Regions from separate parts of the Mus musculus genome. Here all the other regions are linked to region 2. A link is a contact called in public Hi-C and promoter capture Hi-C data. All regions are on one chromosome and are shown on one strand. The core of a region is the stretch at or near the end of the contact, and the rest is flanking DNA. Distances in the headings are between cores, read along the strand shown. Region 1 holds the start of Atf4 (activating transcription factor 4). Region 2 holds the start of Ndufa6 (NADH:ubiquinone oxidoreductase subunit A6). Region 3 holds the start of Nup50 (nucleoporin 50).

The links. Promoter capture Hi-C pulls out the DNA fragments that hold promoters and counts their contacts. Hi-C and Micro-C count contacts between places; a contact is called where the count stands out from the background.
Region 1: a promoter capture Hi-C map of liver shows a contact between it and region 2, with 4 times the contacts expected there. The contact joins the promoter of Atf4 here to the promoter of Ndufa6 in region 2. A contact is called at or near these places in 2 of 39 promoter capture datasets (liver and pre-B cells) and 1 of 9 other capture datasets (adipose tissue).
Region 3: a Hi-C map of B cells shows a contact between it and region 2, with 6 read pairs. The contact joins the promoter of Nup50 here to the promoter of Ndufa6 in region 2. A contact is called at or near these places in 1 of 39 promoter capture datasets (the 3T3-L1 cell line), 1 of 484 Hi-C or Micro-C datasets (B cells), 1 of 115 datasets of contacts at active chromatin or transcription factors (double positive thymocytes) and 1 of 9 other capture datasets (liver).

The regions. Positions count from the first base shown.
Region 1 is chr15:80,253,711-80,257,787 of GRCm38.p6, forward strand. Atf4 (activating transcription factor 4) reads left to right here and starts at 1,474. Exons shown (of 3, transcript NM_009716.3): 1 at 1,474-1,975; 2 at 2,497-2,811; 3 at 2,924-3,835. The coding sequence starts at 2,589. The coding sequence ends at 3,750.
Region 2 is chr15:82,352,442-82,356,408 of GRCm38.p6, forward strand. It overlaps Ndufa6 (NADH:ubiquinone oxidoreductase subunit A6), which reads right to left and starts at 1,850. Exons shown (of 3, transcript NM_025987.3): 1 at 1,640-1,850. The coding sequence starts at 1,787.
Region 3 is chr15:84,920,807-84,924,908 of GRCm38.p6, forward strand. It overlaps Nup50 (nucleoporin 50), which reads left to right and starts at 2,622. Exons shown (of 8, transcript NM_016714.2): 1 at 2,622-2,844.

The DNA.
Region 1 (4,077 bases), core at 224-2,723, 2.1 Mb before region 2:
TGTGATAGAAAACAGCTGCTAGGATAATTGGCTGTTAGAAAGGAGGCCAGAAAAAGAAGTGCAAGCTTACACCACGTGGAAGGTTTCTGGGGAGGCACGTTTTTGTATAGCAAAAGGCAGTCATGTATCACAGGTTCAGGAGTTTAGCAAAGCAAGGGGTGGGCATACATCATAGAGTTAGGAACTCAGCATAGGTTAAAAACCATGGTTTGCAGGGTACATTATGCTTAGGGGACAGAAACTTGTAAGGGATGTCCACTTAATGTAGCAGTGTGGCTGCTGTTTTGGTTTCCAGAGCAAAGAGAGGACATAGTTACCCTTTTGTTGCTTTTGCATGGAAAGACTAGGTAACTTCTGTATGTGTGCACATGCACTTGTGACTTCTTTGGGTATAAAAACATCTCATTATGTAGGCCTCGTGTTTTATGGTTGGTTCCGTCTCAGTAAACAATAATAAAGGCTCCTCTGAGGAAGGAGGATGGAGTTAGGGATATAGGGACTGGAGAGTTAGGTTCGAATTAATAAATAGCAATCAATCATATAATCAAGGACGACCTTGAACTATGGTACCCGAGCGCTAGGGTTGGGTTGTACAAGGCTTGCAAATAATCACTGAGCAGTAAGTGGCAGGCACTGTGCCAGTTGAGTGGTATTTGTGTGAGTCACTTAAACAGAAGTGGAAACTCTTTTTAAGATTTCCAGGCTGGAGTTGGAAAGAGCCTCTCAGCACTCTCAAAACAGCATCCTTTATGGTGAGGCCTTGACCAGTACCTGGGGCTCCCGATCACTTAGGCGGCAGGCTCACTCATCAGGATGACTTCTTGGGAAGGTGATACCTGGAAGTTAAGGCTTGAGAGCCAACTGAATAAACCTGATCTTAAGGGAACTGACCCTATACAAACCGGCAGTGAGGGCCTCTATGATGGGAGGATGGGCATAGGAGGTTAGACCTGAGGTTAGGCATGTTTCCCCGGTTCAGGGGAAATCGCTGAACTGGAGGAACCGGAATATCTCCCAAGAAGACCCCAACACGAACGCCCTGCCTCCAAGTGCCGTCCCTGTCCCAGGACTGACAGGAAGCTGAAGGTTTGGACCAGCTAACTCAGAAGGGTCTCTCCACATGCCTGAAGCCTGCCCACTCGGTTCTGGAAACAACAAATACATGAAAAGATGGCTTCCAGCCCAAAGGTCACGCCTGGAAGCTGTTTGCTCGGTGCGGAGCGATGCCGGAGAGAGCAAATACACATGGATCACATCTGACAAGAGATGGCAGGTGTGACAGTCTGGCGCCCGGAACCTCTGGTGGCTCCTCCCTTTCCACGCAGACCCCTGATCCTAGAGCGCCCAGGTGCAGAGCCAATAGGAACTTGAGGTTTAGGTGACTCGCCACGCCTGGGCCAATCAGCTCGACGCGCGCTCCGACGGCGTCTCGCGTGATAACCTGGCAGCTTCGGCTTTGACCGTCAGAGCTTTGGCTAGGTGTCCCACCCCGCCTTGTAAGACACCGGAAATTCGTCAACGAGCGATCCCTCCGCGCTCCGGAACCAGACCGCGGCTGGTCGTCAACCTATAAAGTAGTGCACTTTTCTCTCATGGGGCCTTTAGGACGATCTCTAACGCCACAGTTACCCCCCGAGCACAGCGGAGAAGGGTTGGGGCGGGCGAGGGCGTCAGTGAGAGGCGGTTTGGTGGCGCTGCGGTAGGATCACGTGACCACAGTGGGAGGATACGCGGTGTGCTGCGTCCCTGGCCGAGGCTATAAAGGGCGGGTTTAGGGCGTGCCGCCGCCATTTCTGCTTGCTGTCTGCCGGTTTAAGTTGTGTGCTCGGGTGTCCCTTTCCTCTTCCCCTCCCGCAGGGCTTGCGGCCACCATGGCGTATTAGAGGCAGCAGTGCCTGCGGCAGCGTTGGCCTTTGCAGCGGCGGCAGCAGCACCAGGCTCTGCAGCGGCAACCCCCACCGGCCTAAGCCATGGCGTGAGTATGGGGCCGGCCGCGGAGGGCGGGGGCCTCGCTGTGGTTGGGTGCGGCCCGGGCGCGGTGGCCGGCACACGCGGTTTTACAAGCGGCCGGACGCGTCGGCCTTGTTTGCGTTGCCTGCGACGCCGGCGCTCCCGGGCAGAGCTGGGCGGAGGAGTGTCTAAAGCGCTACTGCTGCCCCTTCGTCCTGTCTTAGCTTAATCATCTCGGGCTCACCGGGGTCCCCGTGTCATCCTGCGAACGTGGCGATGCCCAAGATGGCGGTGGGGCGGGGGTGTGAGTCACGGGGGCGGGGCGCGGCGGCCTTGGCCGTATTAGGACGCGAGGACAAGCTGCTTCCTCTGGGTGGCCGGTGAAGCAAAGCTAAGCCTCCATCTTGTGCAACCCGAGCTGGCGGCCGGGGAGGCTTACACAATGGCCTTGGGCCCGCGTGCTCTCCCTGTAGACGCTTCTGGGATTTGGCCATCCGGCATCTTAGATAGAAAGATGACTGGACTTGCTTTTGGGTCCCCATCCAGGCTCTTCACGAAATCCAGCAGCAGTGTTGCTGTAACGGACAAAGATACCTTCGAGTTAAGCACATTCCTCGAATCCAGCAAAGCCCCACAACATGACCGAGATGAGCTTCCTGAACAGCGAAGTGTTGGCGGGGGACTTGATGTCCCCCTTCGACCAGTCGGGTTTGGGGGCTGAAGAAAGCCTAGGTCTCTTAGATGACTATCTGGAGGTGGCCAAGCACTTGAAACCTCATGGGTTCTCCAGCGACAAGGCGGGCTCCTCGGAATGGCCGGCTATGGATGATGGCTTGGCCAGTGCCTCAGACACCGGCAAGGGTGAGTAGGACGGCTGTCCTGGTGTGCCCTTTTCATATGGATCTGGTGTTCTAATGGCTTTCTGCCTCCCGAATATGACATGAACCGTTCACACCTGAATTTCTTTTCCCAGAGGATGCCTTTTCCGGGACAGATTGGATGTTGGAGAAAATGGATCTGAAAGAGTTTGACTTCGATGCTCTGTTTCGAATGGATGACCTGGAAACCATGCCAGATGAGCTCTTGACCACGTTGGATGACACATGTGATCTTTTTGCCCCTCTAGTCCAAGAGACTAATAAGGAGCCCCCTCAGACAGTGAACCCAATTGGCCATCTCCCAGAAAGTTTAATAAAAGTCGACCAGGTTGCCCCCTTTACATTCTTGCAGCCTTTCCCCTGTTCCCCAGGGGTTCTGTCTTCCACTCCAGAGCATTCCTTTAGTTTAGAGCTAGGCAGTGAAGTTGATATCTCTGAAGGAGACAGGAAGCCTGACTCTGCTGCTTACATTACTCTAATCCCTCCATGTGTAAAGGAGGAAGACACTCCCTCTGACAATGACAGTGGCATCTGTATGAGCCCAGAGTCCTACCTGGGCTCTCCCCAGCATAGCCCCTCCACCTCCAGGGCCCCACCAGACAATCTGCCTTCTCCAGGTGGTTCCCGTGGGTCTCCTCGGCCCAAACCTTATGACCCACCTGGAGTTAGTTTGACAGCTAAAGTGAAGACTGAGAAATTGGATAAGAAGCTGAAAAAGATGGAGCAAAACAAGACAGCAGCCACTAGGTACCGCCAGAAGAAGCGGGCTGAGCAGGAGGCCCTCACTGGCGAGTGTAAGGAGCTAGAAAAAAAGAATGAGGCTCTGAAAGAGAAGGCAGATTCTCTGGCCAAGGAGATCCAGTATCTGAAAGACCTGATAGAAGAGGTCCGTAAGGCAAGGGGGAAGAAGAGAGTTCCGTAATAGGGTAGTCAGGTGCTTTGTGCTTGTACATAGTCTTGTGTTGCTGTGTTTGCTGTAATAAATTATTTTGTAGTGAAAGTACCTATGTGGGTTTTCAGTGTCATTCTTTGTAATAGACTTAACTGCAGACGTTCCTGGGTTAGATACAATAACTACCTGGGTATATCCCAGGGCTGAGCTGAGCTGTTTGAGACGGTGAAGATGAGGGAGCTCTGGGTTAATGAAAGGAACAGCCTGAATTCCACCTGTTCATACTGGCTTTGTGCCAGATAGCTGCCATGTAAGTACCTAGATGAGGTACCCGCCTTGAGCACACAGAGGATTAGG
Region 2 (3,967 bases), core at 600-3,099:
AAAAACAAAAACAGTGCTGGGCATGGTGGCGCACGCCTTTAATCTCAGCACTCGGGAGGCAGAGGCAGGCGGATTTCTGAGTTCGAGGCTAGCCTGGTCTACAAAGTGAGTTCCAGGACAGCCAGGGCTATACAGAAAAACCCTGTCTCAAAAAAACAAAAAACAACAAACCAAACCAAAACACAACACCCAAAAACAAAACCAAGCCCGGTGTGGTAGCACAGAGGCAGATGGCTCTTTGAGTTCAAGGCCTGCCTGGTTTACGTAGCAAGTTCCAGGCCAGCCAAGGCTACAATGTGAGACGCTGTCTCAGAAAAACAAAACAACAAAAAGTCACAAAAACACAGACAAAATCATGCTGTGTCTAAATCAGGTTTGAATCTTTTGTTATACTCCAATTCAGTGATTGCAGAAATGGTGAACACTAGGCTAGGTTCTGAGAGAGCTGTCACCAAGGTCAGTGCGCACACAGGGATTTCAGGAAAGAACTGTACAATGACAAACTGAGACAAGTTTAAGTTGAGACAGAACCCGTCACTCAGAATCTTAGTATTTGTGAAGCATCAGGCCCAGAGACTGAAGGGTGCAGTATTATAACTACTGTCAGGTAAACTCCAGCCTGAGGTGGGCATGGTTTTTTTGTTTTGTTTTTTCTCCAGTCTGTGTTCTAATAACTAAGAGGAATCTTCTCCCATCAGTGCCTCCCCCGAGTTTTATATCAGTTACTTAAGTAACCTATTTAATACAGTAACTCCCGGAAGAAGACAGTATTATGGCCATTTCACAGATGAGCAAATACCGGTGAAAAATCTTACCCAAGGTCACACAGCTAATAAAGGTCGAAACTGAGGACAGTGTGGCTGCCTCTCAAGCAGTGCTGAGGCGTGCTGTGGAGCTGTTGTTACTCATTGGAAAACGCCTTTCCCCTCAGATCAGCTCAAGTTAAATACATGTCTACTCAACAACAAAAGATGTCCCTGACATATGTAGGACATTTGAACTCTCGCTAACCCCCTTTTAAAATCCACTACAGTGGCAGCATTGAGGGAGACAACCAAGATTGCAGATTCACACTCGCCACTCAGGTGAACAGACTAGATTCTCCCACCTACGGGAAAAGGCGTGTTTTGCAGCAGAAGGGGGTTAGACTTCAAAATTCTGGGGCAAGCTGATCTAGTGAGCAAAGCTGGGGAGCTCTGAGGGGCCATTTCGTCTGGAGGCTTCAAAGGGCAGCAGGCAGCTACTGGGTGACCTTCGTCAAGTCGTTTCCCTCTCGTGATGCAGTTTGTTCTCCAGACTAAGTAACAGATAACTGCTAAAGCCCTTCGCCACTTTAGTTACAAAATCGAATGGGCATCTAGAACCTTCTCTGGAACTGTAAAGCTGGGTTCAAGAAGCACCCGGGGCTAGCTCAGGACCGCGGACGCCCCTCCCAGGGGCTCCATAAGAAATAAGGAACAAAGGCCACCAAAGCAACTGGGGCGCTCGGAAGCCCTGTCCCGGTGTGGGGCACTCTGGCTCGGGTGACCCCCTTCCCCCGAAGCCCAGGGCTCGTTTCTGTCCCACTACGTGACCTCAGCTCGGCCGAGAGACCTTGGGCAGGTGCCTCCGGCGCCCCGAATGCACCCCTGCCTCTCACCGGTGTTCGGCACCTCCCGATACCAAGCGCGGTAGAGCTCGCGCACCCTCCGCTTGGCCTCGTTCAGGTCGCGACTGAAAATGGGCTTCACCGAGGTACTGGCTGCCGCAGCAGCAGCTTGGCGCAGGCCGGTGGCCGCGGCCGCCATCTTGCCGAGGAAGCCCCGCCCCTTCAGCGTGCGCACGCGCGGTGCCACGGGACTCGCTGCCGTGCCTCCTGCAGTGCAGAGGGAAGGACTGACTGGACTAGGGCTCTCTGATTGGCTGGAAGCCTCGGGCTCTGCAATGCGCATGCTCTACCGCGGAAACACCGATCCGGGGTTGGCTCGTTCAACGGCGGCGCTGAGGAACCACCAGGAGGCGCAGCGTCGAGGCTTCAGGCAGCGGTGAGGCGCTCTGTCTGCTCTTACCAAAAGTTTGTTCCTTCAGCCAGGCGCCGTGGTTGGCAGGCTCGGAGGAGAAGACCTCGGGCATAGATAACGGTGCCAGGCGGCAATGGCAGTCTTTCCGCAGCAACAGTGCGTACTGCTGAGCATATTGTGTATGTGCTTCCGGAAAACCGTTTTCTTGTAGACATGGTGTCGATCGCAAAAGCGCCTCTGGCTTGAGCTTTTTGGCGTTTCTCAGCCCCGTTTGTTTACTTACTTCATGCCATTGTTTTGAGTTGTCGTCTCACTGCGCCTGGCCTGGAACTCACTTACGTAGACCAGCCAGGCTGGCCTCAGAGCTTGCAGTGATTTCTCTGCCTCTGCAGGTTTGTGCCCACAGCACTTGCGGTTGCCTTTTTGTAAATAAATGTGTGTGGGTGTTTTGGATGTTTGTATAGGTGTGCGCCACGTGTGCTTTTTGGAGTCCATGGAGGCCAAAAGAAGGCTATGGATTCCTCTGGGACCGACGGTTATGATTTGCTTTGTGGAGCTGGGAATTGAGCCCAGGTCCTTTGGCAGAGCAGTTAGAGTGCTTAAGCACTCACTGAGGCATCTCTCCAGCCCCGCAGTTACATTTGACCTTGCACTCCACATTTCCCCTGCTTCAGTCTCCTTAGTGCTACTTCACCTAGCCTAATCATTTCCATTTTAGACTAGGGATTTTACATCCCAAACCATGGAAGCTATATCTACCTCTGTATCTAATCTATATCTATACTCTATGGTATATATCTATATATATTCGCTGCTATATAAATAAAAGCTGAAGAATTGCTGCCTAACGACATTCTAATATAGTAAGTGCACCATGCTTTTATGGATATTTTTGTGGTGATTTGAACAAACAGTACTTCCAGTCAAAGTACAATGCACACAGATATGCTCAGCACACAGCATTTAAACTCTCATGGAGGAGAGCATGGCAGCAGGCAGGCATGAGTGGCCTTGAAGCAGCAGCTGAGGTCTTACAATAGAGAAAGACTGGGCCGGCCTCTAGTCACTTCTAGTGACACATCTTCAACAAGGGCCACATACTCCAACAAGGCCACACCTCCTAGTCCTTCCCAAAACAGTTCCACTAACTAGGGACCTAGCATTCAAACACATGAACTTATGGGGCCCAAACCACCACATTATTGATTTTTGTTTTTTTCTTTTATTCTCTCCCCTCCTTTTTGAAACCTGGCTAACCTGGGACTTTCTTTATAGACCCATGTTGGATGATTCACAACTACCATAACTAGCTCTAAGGGGCCCAGTAACCTTTTTTCTAGCCTCTATTAAGCACCTGCATAATGTGGTCCCTATACACATACACACATGAACACACACACACACACACACACACACACACGCACATACAGATAAATTATTTAAAAAATTTAGTTTTTCAGACTTGTTTTAAGGTCTAAAATGTAGTCTTTTCTGTCGTGACTAGTATTTCATGTGCATATAAACCAAGACATTCTCTAGTTTTGGCCATCTACAGGTACATAGTCGTGATTCAGCGACCTTTATGAGGTTTGGAGGAGGTAGGAATTGCTGTCATGCGCTATGCCCACTCACTTGATATCACTGAGTACCCTCAGAGGCAGGCTCTGTGTCCTTTCTGTGTCCCAGCATGCTGCTGTACCCCACATGGAAGCTCAACAAACACTGGCTGGGTGAGTGGATGGCACTTGGACGCTGCTAGGCTCCCTTCTTACTTATGATTCAGAGGATAGGCTGCTCGGTGTTAAGCCCTCCCATGTCACTGTGACTTCCATGTCTTCAGGACTTCACATGGCGCTCCCTCATCACCTCGTTACTGCCCCCTTATCCTTGAATGGCGTTGAACTGAACCAAAGGAGTACCAGTGAGGGTGTTACCCCTCGCCGGGCACACTTAGAACCACCTTGAGG
Region 3 (4,102 bases), core at 1,372-3,871, 2.6 Mb after region 2:
GTTTCCCTAATGCTTATGCATGTCCACAATACCTGCAGATACAAAATCTTACGATGAGTTAAGTCATTTCTCTCTTTTTCAAATCTTAATTTTTGAATATGAATGTTTTGAACTTCCAGTGTTGTGTATCCATCAGATAAGACTGCTGCTCAGACATGAGTTTAAGCCAATACAAACTCTCTTAGCTGACCAGTAACCTTGCTGGGTGTTCAGAATCCCAGCGTAGCCCAAAGTCTTACTCAGGGCGAGTTAAGCACGGACAACAATCTGGGTTGACATACTTCAGTTGAGCTGGGTGACTACATTTAGAAACTATGAAGTATGTATGGCCTTTGATGGCCGTGGTCATTGTTTTCATTTTACCAAGTGGTGCTGCTTGCTGAGTTTCATGGCCTGAATGGTACCACCATCAATGGAGTCTGTTGTGTTAACGTCCGGGATCCTGTTATGGAGGGTTGTGAGCTGTCACGTGAATTCTGAGAACTGAACCTGGATCCCCTGAAAGAACAAGTGCTTTTAAACACCGAGTCACTCCAGTCTGCTCAAGGCTCTTATATTAAGTGGCACAGTATTCACATGAAGTATTTTACTTGCAGGTTTTGCTGTTGGAGAGAGGATCTCACCTGATCCTTCAACATGGCCTTGAACTTGCAATCATGTCCCAGTTCCTAGATTACCCAAACTGCCTATAACCTGAAAGAATTCCGGGCAGGTTTCACACGGACATCTCACTCCAATGAATTCGGCTTGCAGCTAGGTTTTTGTTCCTCAGTACTGAGTGGTGGAATTAAAGGTGTGGACTACTACTTCCAGTTTACTTAGGTTTCCTTTTGCAGTACTACGGCCTCACAGGCGCTAGGCAGATACTTTACCACTGAACACCCCCAACCCTTTCTGGTTCTTCATTTGGTTGCTTTTTGGTAGTTGTGTTTTTGTTTGCTTTTGAGACAGGGTCTCAATATGTGAGGCTGGCCATCTTGGAACTATGAAGATCAAGCTAGCCTGGAATTCAGAGATCTGCCTCTGTACTGGGATTTAATCAAGTACTGGGATTAAAATGAGCACCACTATGACCAGCCAGTTTTGTATTTTTATTTATTTTTGGGAGAGGGTCTAAGTTGCTCAGGCACGCTCAACATAGATTTGAATTTTATCTGTGGCCCAGAATAGGCCTTAAAGTTTTGATTCTCCTGCCTCAACTGTCTGAATAGCTGTGATTGTGGGTCTGGTCTGTATTAATGAGGATCTTCTTGTTACTCTGGCTGGCCTGGGCTGATCCTCTTGCCTCAGCCTTCCAGTAACTGTGACTTTAGTTGAAAATGCCCATGACCTGACTGACTTCAGATACTTAAATTATCTCTGGAGTACTTATAGCACTAAATATGACGTTAACGACATAGCTGAAATGTGTAGAGAATGACAAGAAAAATACCTTGCATGTATTTAACACAAATTTTCAGAAGACACTTCATTGGCAGTCAGTTGAATCAAGAACAAATGTGTGCATTAAATGCGATCTGGCTTTTTCTCTTTCACTCTGCTGGATCTGGGGGAACTGAATTTAGGGCTTTCCTCGTGCTAGCCAAGTACTCTACCACCGTGCCAGCTAGTCTCCTTTTGCAGTTCTTGCAGATCGATGGATGAAACACCCTGAAAATAAGGGACTTGACTTCTCCCTTGGAACCCCCTTTGTCCTCTCTCAAAAGTTTGGAACTATTGCTCTAGAAATGCTAGTTTCTCTGAGACCCGTTTCCGGATGGTTAAGGATGGGTCTGACATTCTGGTTCACATTCTCGTTAAAACTCAAGCAGAAGAATTAGACCAACCGGAATCCCTTCTTAAACAACTGAACCGCTTTAGAGTGCTGTAGTCAGCTAAAAGCACACAAAACACGAGTCCTGGTCCAGGACGCATACGGTTCGTCCCGCAGCTGAATCCCTCCGGGGACTTCATCTCCTGTGGGCCCTAGCTGGTCCTGCAGCTTGGGGCAAATTTACAGCTCCCAACGAGGAAATCTGTGGACATCTATCATAAAGCAGCAATTGGGGCAGGTGACCTTTAGAGTCCGTCCCGCAGGGCTCTCCAGCCCCATGTCGGGAAGAGCTACCACAAGCTTCCAAGTCTCCGCAGACTGAGATCCACCCTCCCCAAGGCCCGTCCACGTGAGAATCACGTTGCACCCGCCTCGTGCTCCCCCCAGATCCACGGCCAGTCTCCTCAGCCACCCACCACACCATCGGAGGCCTCCAAAGTCACTGACCACAACGCCTCCCGCTAGTGTCTCGGCAGCGATTGGCGCGCGAACCTCCTCAAACTGGGACGGCGGCCGACACGTGACCAACGTGCTTAACCCGCGTTTGACAGTGGCTTTGGCTCCCGGCCCGCTGCCCGCGCTCCCTGTGCGCACGCGCGAGCTCCAATGGTCCTCCCGGCGACTGTTTCTAGGGCGGGCTTGCGCATGCGCCGCGCGACCCAAGTGGCCCTCAGGAGAAGGGGCCGGCGGCGGAGGCTCCGACGCGCATGCGCAGTAGCTGGATGCGGGCGTCGCTTGCCTCTTCCCCCTCCCCCTCTCTTTTCCCTCCGATTGGTTCGGAGGCGTCCATTCGAGTTACAAGATGGCGGCCCCGGGCGCTCTCTTCACCGTTCTGTAGCAGCTTCGGGCTGAGCGGATGTCTCTTCTTGTCCTCAGTGTCGGACTCAGAGACACACGGCTCCCGAGTTCTGCTGATCACGAAGTTCCCGGAGGCGCTCGACGCACCGGAATCTCCCAGCGGCCGCGACCGCCGCCTCGGCCCTGCTCGCCGCGGCGCCGGGACTCCAGCGTGATCGGCGGCGGCAGTCAAGGTAGGTGAGGGCCGGGCAGGCCAGGAGGGCGGGGCGGCGGCCGCCTTGGCGACGCGGCGGGCTGTTTGTGAAGCCGGACCGGGCCGGGCCTGCCGGGCGAGCCGCCTGGCAGTGGAAGGCTCGGCTGAGCGCGGGCCTCGGCCCCAGCGGAGGTAGGCGGCGGTGGCAGGGCCGCCCTGGCCCAACCCTGGCTGGCCTTCGCCCCTTACATGTCGTCTCCCCGGCTGTTCGGTCCCCCGGTGCCCTCACCGAGTTTCCAGGCCGTTGGTCACCCGGGTTCGTCCAGGGCCACTTTTGAGGTTTGGGCTTTTCCGGGGCGTTATAGTGACCTCGATCGGCTCCTGGTGTTTTCCTGTGAAAGTCATCTCTTGACCGCAGAGTTGTGCGGGTGCGCACACCGCAGGAAGCGGCCCGATCGTGAATAATTCACACACACACACACACACACACACACACACCATCACCATCCCCTGTCAACACACACACACACCCCGTCCCCCGGCAACTTCCTAGCTTCATATCTTAAAAGCATTTCGTGGAGCCATTTTACCCACAAACGCAGACATTTGGCAAAGTCTTCCGGGCAGCTGTTGTAAGTCATTTATTACAGGGATTAAATTTCCCCGGTAACATATTGGTAGAAGCTTATCTAGTACGTACGAGACCCTGGATCCTGTCCCCACCGCTTTAAAAGAAAAATAAAACAGAAAAGCTTTAATAACAACAATAATAGCTGGCAGATAAGTCTCAAGTGCCAGGCCTTGTTCCAGATAATTTGCAGAGTTGTGTTTAACTATGGAATGTGAAATAAGTAGGTATTTGGTGCTTTAAAAAAAAAAGTATGTATCTCCTATGTTGGCCTTGAACTTGTTCTATGGCTTAGACTGGCCTCAAACTGTCATCCTGCTTCAGCCTCCCTCTACCATCACCCGGGTTGGTGAAATGTGTTTTAAAAGTTTAGCCTATAGTAGTAGTTACTTTTCCCTCTACAGCTTTTGAGTTTTGGAGTAAAAATAGGGGTTATTTTTGTTACTATTTTGACAGGACACTTCCTCTGTTTGAGGCACTCTTCTAAGCTATGCCATCTTAGTTTTCATAGCAGTCCCTCTGTCCCACAGATAATCATTCGCCAAACCCGATTGCCCAGGCTCGCTCAGCTTGTCCTGGAAGCTAGCAATAGCATCTTGTATTTTCTCAAATAAGTAATGCCTCGGACCACTGAATCAACAACAGATCTATGAGCCAGGTAGGTTTGGGA